Linked DNA regions of Cricetulus griseus: region 2 is linked to region 1. The links are chromatin contacts, called in public Micro-C maps. All regions are on one chromosome and are shown on one strand. Each heading gives the region's core, a stretch centred on a gene start, on an enhancer-like site or on the middle of the called end of the contact. The rest is flanking DNA. Distances are from core to core; before and after follow the strand shown. Region 1 holds the start of Sirt6 (NAD-dependent protein deacetylase sirtuin-6). Region 2 holds the start of Ddx24 (ATP-dependent RNA helicase DDX24).

The links. A called contact is a pair of places that touch in the nucleus more often than the background predicts.
Region 2: a contact with region 1 is called in a Micro-C map of the CHO-K1 cell line, with 3 times the contacts expected there. The contact joins the promoter of Ddx24 here to the promoter of Sirt6 in region 1. A contact is called at or near these places in 3 of 8 Hi-C or Micro-C datasets (the CHO-K1 cell line and liver).

The regions. Positions count from the first base shown.
Region 1 is chr5:102,385,655-102,388,354 of CriGri-PICRH-1.0, forward strand. Sirt6 (NAD-dependent protein deacetylase sirtuin-6) reads right to left here and starts at 1,429. Exons shown (of 7, transcript XM_035445559.1): 1 at 1,278-1,429; 2 at 968-1,095; 3 at 526-708. The coding sequence starts at 1,343. It overlaps Ankrd24 (ankyrin repeat domain-containing protein 24), which reads left to right and starts at 1,381. Exons shown (of 24, transcript XM_035445864.1): 1 at 1,381-2,671.
Region 2 is chr5:102,657,149-102,659,848 of CriGri-PICRH-1.0, forward strand. It overlaps Ddx24 (ATP-dependent RNA helicase DDX24), which reads left to right and starts at 1,314. Exons shown (of 9, transcript XM_027419185.2): 1 at 1,314-1,425.

The sequences.
Region 1 (2,700 bases), core at 179-2,678:
GCCTTCCTAGGCTGCTCACCCACAAGGTCTAGGCTGAGGAATTGTTACAGGTGGCGATGACCCTATCTCTGCAAACACAAATAGCTGCTCCCCACTACAAAAATCTGTTGGCCAGATGGACCGTGGTGTCGCACGCCTTTAATCCCAGCACTCGGGAGGCAGAGGCAGGCGGATCTCTGTGAGTTCGAGGCCAGCCTGGTCTACAGAGCTAGTTCCAGGATAGGTTCCAATGCTACACAGAGAAACCCTGTCTCGAAAATCTTAAAAAACAAAAAAACAGAAAACAATCTGTTGGCCTTAGAGCACTTGCCTAGACGCCCCCAGTGAGGGGCTGGGGGCGTGGCTCAGGGTGGAGCCCCACCTAGAAACCCCCCCATTGACCAAGTGCTGGCCTACTTTAGGCTCCAAGCTCTTCCCCCCTTTCCATCTCCAATAAAATGTCCCTGACCCCGGGCAGGCAGCCTGGTTCCCGGATAAGGAAGGGGTGCAGCTGAGCCCCACGCCCCTGGTCCAGTCCCATCTGACCTGGGGAAGCCCGAGCGTACGTGCAGCCCGTCCACATTCTGGCTGACGAGGAAGCTGAGGAAGCCCGAGCGCTCCAGCTGCACCAGGGCCATGTGGGTCTTGGAGGGCCGGGCGTTCTCGAAGGTGGTGTCAAACTTGGGGGCCAGGCCACGCTCTTCCATGGTCCACACGCCGTGGGGGCCTCTGAGGACAGCGAGCAGAGGACAGAAGTTCCTTTTCGAGTGCAGGCCTCGTCCTGGGAGCCTGAAGTCAGTGTGTGCTGCGGGCTGGGTCCCTGTCGGGGAGAGCCAGCCGGCCAGCCGGGGACCCCGCAGCCGGGGACCCCGCAGACGCGTCCCAGCATCCCCTGCAGCCACACATCGCCGGGATCTGTGGCGGCTGCCCCACCTCACGGCCGTCCCCGCCAGCGCCCTGCCTCAGTTTCCCGTGCTCGTTCACAGACCTGAAGTCGGGGATGCCGGAGGCGGTGCTGATGCCGGCGCCCGTGTGGAAAACCACGCTGGAGGCCTGCAGCATCAGCCGGGCCAGCTCCCCCACCTTCCGCTCCAGCTCCTCCGGGGGGTCGAAGATCTGTGGGGACGGGGGCACAGCTGGGCTCAGGGACGGACCCCACCGCACCGCACCCACCCCGCCCGCGGGGTCCTCCTTCCAGGAAAGTCCTTCCCGCTGTCTACACTCCGTGTTTCGTGCTGTCCCCACAATGCCCCACTCGTCCGGGCCCCCGTCTGGCGACCGGGACACCGTGGCCTCACCTCCGGCAGCCCGCACTTGCCCTTATCCGCATACGGCGACAGCCCGGCTGCGTAATTCACCGACATCGTCGCCAACAGCGCAGACGGGAACAATAAAGTTTCCCTTGTTGAGGCCGCTTCCGCCGGAAATGGGGAAGGGACCGCCGGGGTGGGAGCGTTAGAGGCGGAGGAGGTGTTTCCCCCCGGAGCGCGCGCGCCGCACTGACGCCGCGGGCGCCATCTTTAGTGCTGGCAGAGACTTGCGGGCTGCCTCGCGAGCCTTCCCTTCTCGTCCCCGGCGCGCTCGCAGGAACCGAGTCCCAGCCCAGCCTGGCTGTGCAATGAGACCCTGTTTCAGAAAAGCGACAAAACCAGCAACAAAAACCATTAAAAACAACCCCCGGAACTCTCACTCCGTGGGTAGAGCTCACCCCTCGTGCATACAGCCGCGGCGGGAGTTCGAAGCCCGTCTAGAGGTCGTGAGACCCTGGGCGGCCTTTGGGTCTCTGCTGTGCGGCTGTCAGCCCGTGTCTGCCCCTTTCTGAGCCACAGGATAGAATGAATGGGAACTTGGGGTTCACAGGCACCCCCTCCCCCGGGCGCCCTGCCAGCATGTTCTCAGCTTTGTTTCTGGGGATAGCACAGAGCATCACGGTCAGGTCCCCACGTTACACAGAGGGGCCCGGAGACGCAGAGAGAGATGGGGAAGGGGATACTGGGTCAGAAGCACCTCCTGTGATCCCCTCCTGTGGCAGTCCATCCTGACCCCTGTGCCTGCTGGTGGTCAGACGGGACCAGGCCACGGCGATGGGGGCAGCAGTCCTTGGGGCTGCCCACATGAGCAGGCTGGCCAACAGCAGTCCTCCCTCTCTGGGCTCATCCCGTCCCCCTGGGCGGATGCCCCCCCTTCCTGATCAGGTGTCACCCCGACTCTGCTGCTGGCAGCTCGCACTTGGAGCGGGTAACCAGAGAGGCTGTGGTGCACGCAGTGCTCTGGCCTAGAGACGCCTCAGGTAGGGGGATGAGACTGTGAGAGGCCAGGGAAGACGCTGCTCTGGGTCCCAAGGAAGGGGATACTGTGTCAGGGGGTTGGGGAGGGGGCTGCTTGCGACACCCGAACACATACATGCACCTGCACACTCGTGACAGGTACACGGGACCCACCCGACATGCGCGGACCTCGCTCAATGTGCGGCCTCCTCCCTGAACCATTGTGGGAACCCACAGGTCAGCGGACCTGTGCTGCCCCACCTCTTCCAGGAGGGAGACCCCTAAATTCACAGGCCTTACCCACACGATTCCATCCTGACTGCCAACCTGAGTTTCCTGTTACCCTTGGGTGTGATTGAACTTTATAATTGGGGGTGAGAATGAGCTGTACACTGAGCTGTAGAGGAGAAAGGAAGGATGGACAGGTGGGTGGATGAATGGATGGATGGATGGA
Region 2 (2,700 bases), core at 64-2,563, 270 kb after region 1:
AATACAAAAATATTAAAGTGGTGGGTAAATGAAAAAGTAAGGCATAAAAATGGAAGGAAAAGACACGACTGCCCCTAGGCACGCTGGAGGAGAAAGTTTATTGCAGATATGTGTGACAGCATAGTCAGAGGTATGGATATCTGGGAGAGTCCAGAGTGGACATGACCAGGCTGAGCTGGTCCCTGTGGGAAGAGGGCAGGAAAGGGAGAGAGGAACTAGGTGCACCAGCCAGGAGGTCAAAGGTACAAAATGGTAGGTAACTAAAATGTCTGGATTATACAGGTTAGAGCCTGTGGGGGAAGGGCAGCCCAGCCCTTGGGCTGGAGAGTTCATGGTAGAGGGTGGAGTATGCTAGTTATACCCGTTAATGGATGGGGACTGAGAGAGGCTGGGCGAGCCTGGCTGCCCGGTCTGCTGTGATAGGACAGCCTTTTGTCCTGGGTATGAGATCTAATACCTATAAAACCTGTTGGAGGCCGGGTGGTGCACGCCTTTAATCCCAGCACTCGGGAGGCAGAGGCAGGCGGATCTCTTTGAGTTCGAGACCAGCCTGGTCTACAAGAACTAGTTCCAGGACAGCCTCCAAAGCCACAGAGAAACCCTGTCTCGAAAAAACAAAAAACCAAAAAAAAAAAAAAAAAAAAAAAAAGCCAACCAAACAAACAAACAAAAAAAACCTGTTGGAGGACAGGCTTTTAGAATGCTGCCCTTCCCAGGTTCAATAGCTTTTGGAAAATGTCACAATGTACACTGTGGGGACTGCTTTAGTGTTGAGGCTGAGAACTTCCACCCTCTCCAGTGAGACTCCCTCAGCACCCAGAGATGTAGGAACAACTTTAGTTGTTGATGCTTAAAAACATGCAGACTAGAACAGAAACAACTCATGGTTTATAGAGGGTTAGGCATCGCCGTAACCTTAGGGAATCTTTTTCATTATTTTTCATTAACGTTAAAGTCTTCGTATCGGGCTCTAAAACTTGCGTTCGGGACTGGCCGCTCCGTCTTCACCAGCCTTGCGCTCAAGGGAACTGGGAGAACACAGCACTTTCAGTGCAGGCGTGGTTGTGCTGTGAATCAGGCAAGAAAAGGCATCAAAGCTAACAGTAGGTACTCAATACCTTGCAAGGGCTCCCGCACCCAAACTAGATCAAGATGACGCGAACACTCGCGCTCCCTAGCGTCCAGGAACGAGCTCCAAGAAGCAGCCTACGTGATAAACAGGAAGAGACCCAGAGCCAACCCCAGGCCTTTTCCGCTCCCGCCCACGTCCTGAAACAATGCCAATCAGACAGCTATGGAGGCGGTACTTCCTTCTGTGGCGCGCACGCGTGCCTGAAGTCCCGCCCCGGAACTGCAGATGCAGGCTGCTGCAGTTCCGGGTCGGGGTGTCGCAGGCGTCGCCGAGTGTGTGAGAGATCGCTGGCGGTGAGTACTCTCGGCGAGTGCGGTGCGGAGCGATGCCGTGGCCTTTTGCGGACGCGCTCCCGGTGCTCCCGCAGCATCGCGTGTCACGGGTGACCCCACTGCCCTGGTTCCTGGCTTCCCCACGCCTGAGGGCCCGCAGGCAGGCGTCAGGGCCCAGTCACCTCCCTTGAAGGGCTCGTGCGGTCGTTGTGTCCGAGGGAGTCTTGCAAGCGGCGCAGGGCCTCTCCCGCGTCCCATTTTCAGTGACAGCCCCTTCGGCTTGTCGGTGCGGTGGGGCCGTGGTGTGGTCGGTGCCCGGGACGGCTGGGGGAGCCTTGCCTGCGAGTCAGCGTGCCTCTCTACACGGGCGCCATGCTAAGCGGGTTTTGACATGCGTCATCATGTCGTATTCAAGCGAGGACCCAGTGGGATAAATATCTCATTGTCCTAACGTTGTAGTCGGGGAAACTGAGCCTCAGAGGTGGCAAGTGTTGGCTCTAGATGTTAATCGAGAATATAATTGTATAATTTTACCTTGTGCTTTCCACAGTGTCTATTCTTTCATGTAGAGAGGACGGTGTGGAGCCACTGCCACTCAAATAAGTCATGCATAATCCGACCCCCTTTAAAGACAAGGGTCTCATGTAGCCGAGGCTGGCTTTGAACTCCTGATCTTCCTATCTCCTTTTCCCGAATGCTGGCTACCCACTAAGCATGGTTTTTAAGCAGTGCTGGGCGTGGAACCCAGGTCTTCATTCACTCTAGGGTAACAAACTGAGCTGCATCTCCCGCTAGCTCTAGATCACTTAAAGTGTAACTAGACAGCTGTGTTGGAGTGGAGATGGCATTGCCTTTTCTAACAGGGAAGAGAGCTCAGTGCAGTTGTAGTAAAGAACACTCCATCCCCTAACACAGAACTGAAAAAAGCATCTCAGGTTCTTACTCCATCTCAGAAATGGCTCATGTAGGGTAGGCTTCCCTCTGGCACCTCTCTTGATACTTTCAATTATTTGTGTACAGCATAAAAGCAGGTATTATCATGCCCCTCTCCTTTTAGAGGATTAAGACACTAAATTCTGAGACAAGTAAGTAGTATTGTTGAAGTTGTATTTAGTGTTGGAGCTGGGATCCTGACACGTGTTAGCTCATGGATCTTTACTTCATTGCCTGTGTTCCCTCTGCTCCAAGGCGAACTAACCTATTCTGTGGGTGTTTGTGTTTCATTTTCTGGCTGGGAGCATCTTCTGTGTGTTAAACCATTTTCAGGTCTTCTGTCATTTGCAGGGTCAAATGCAT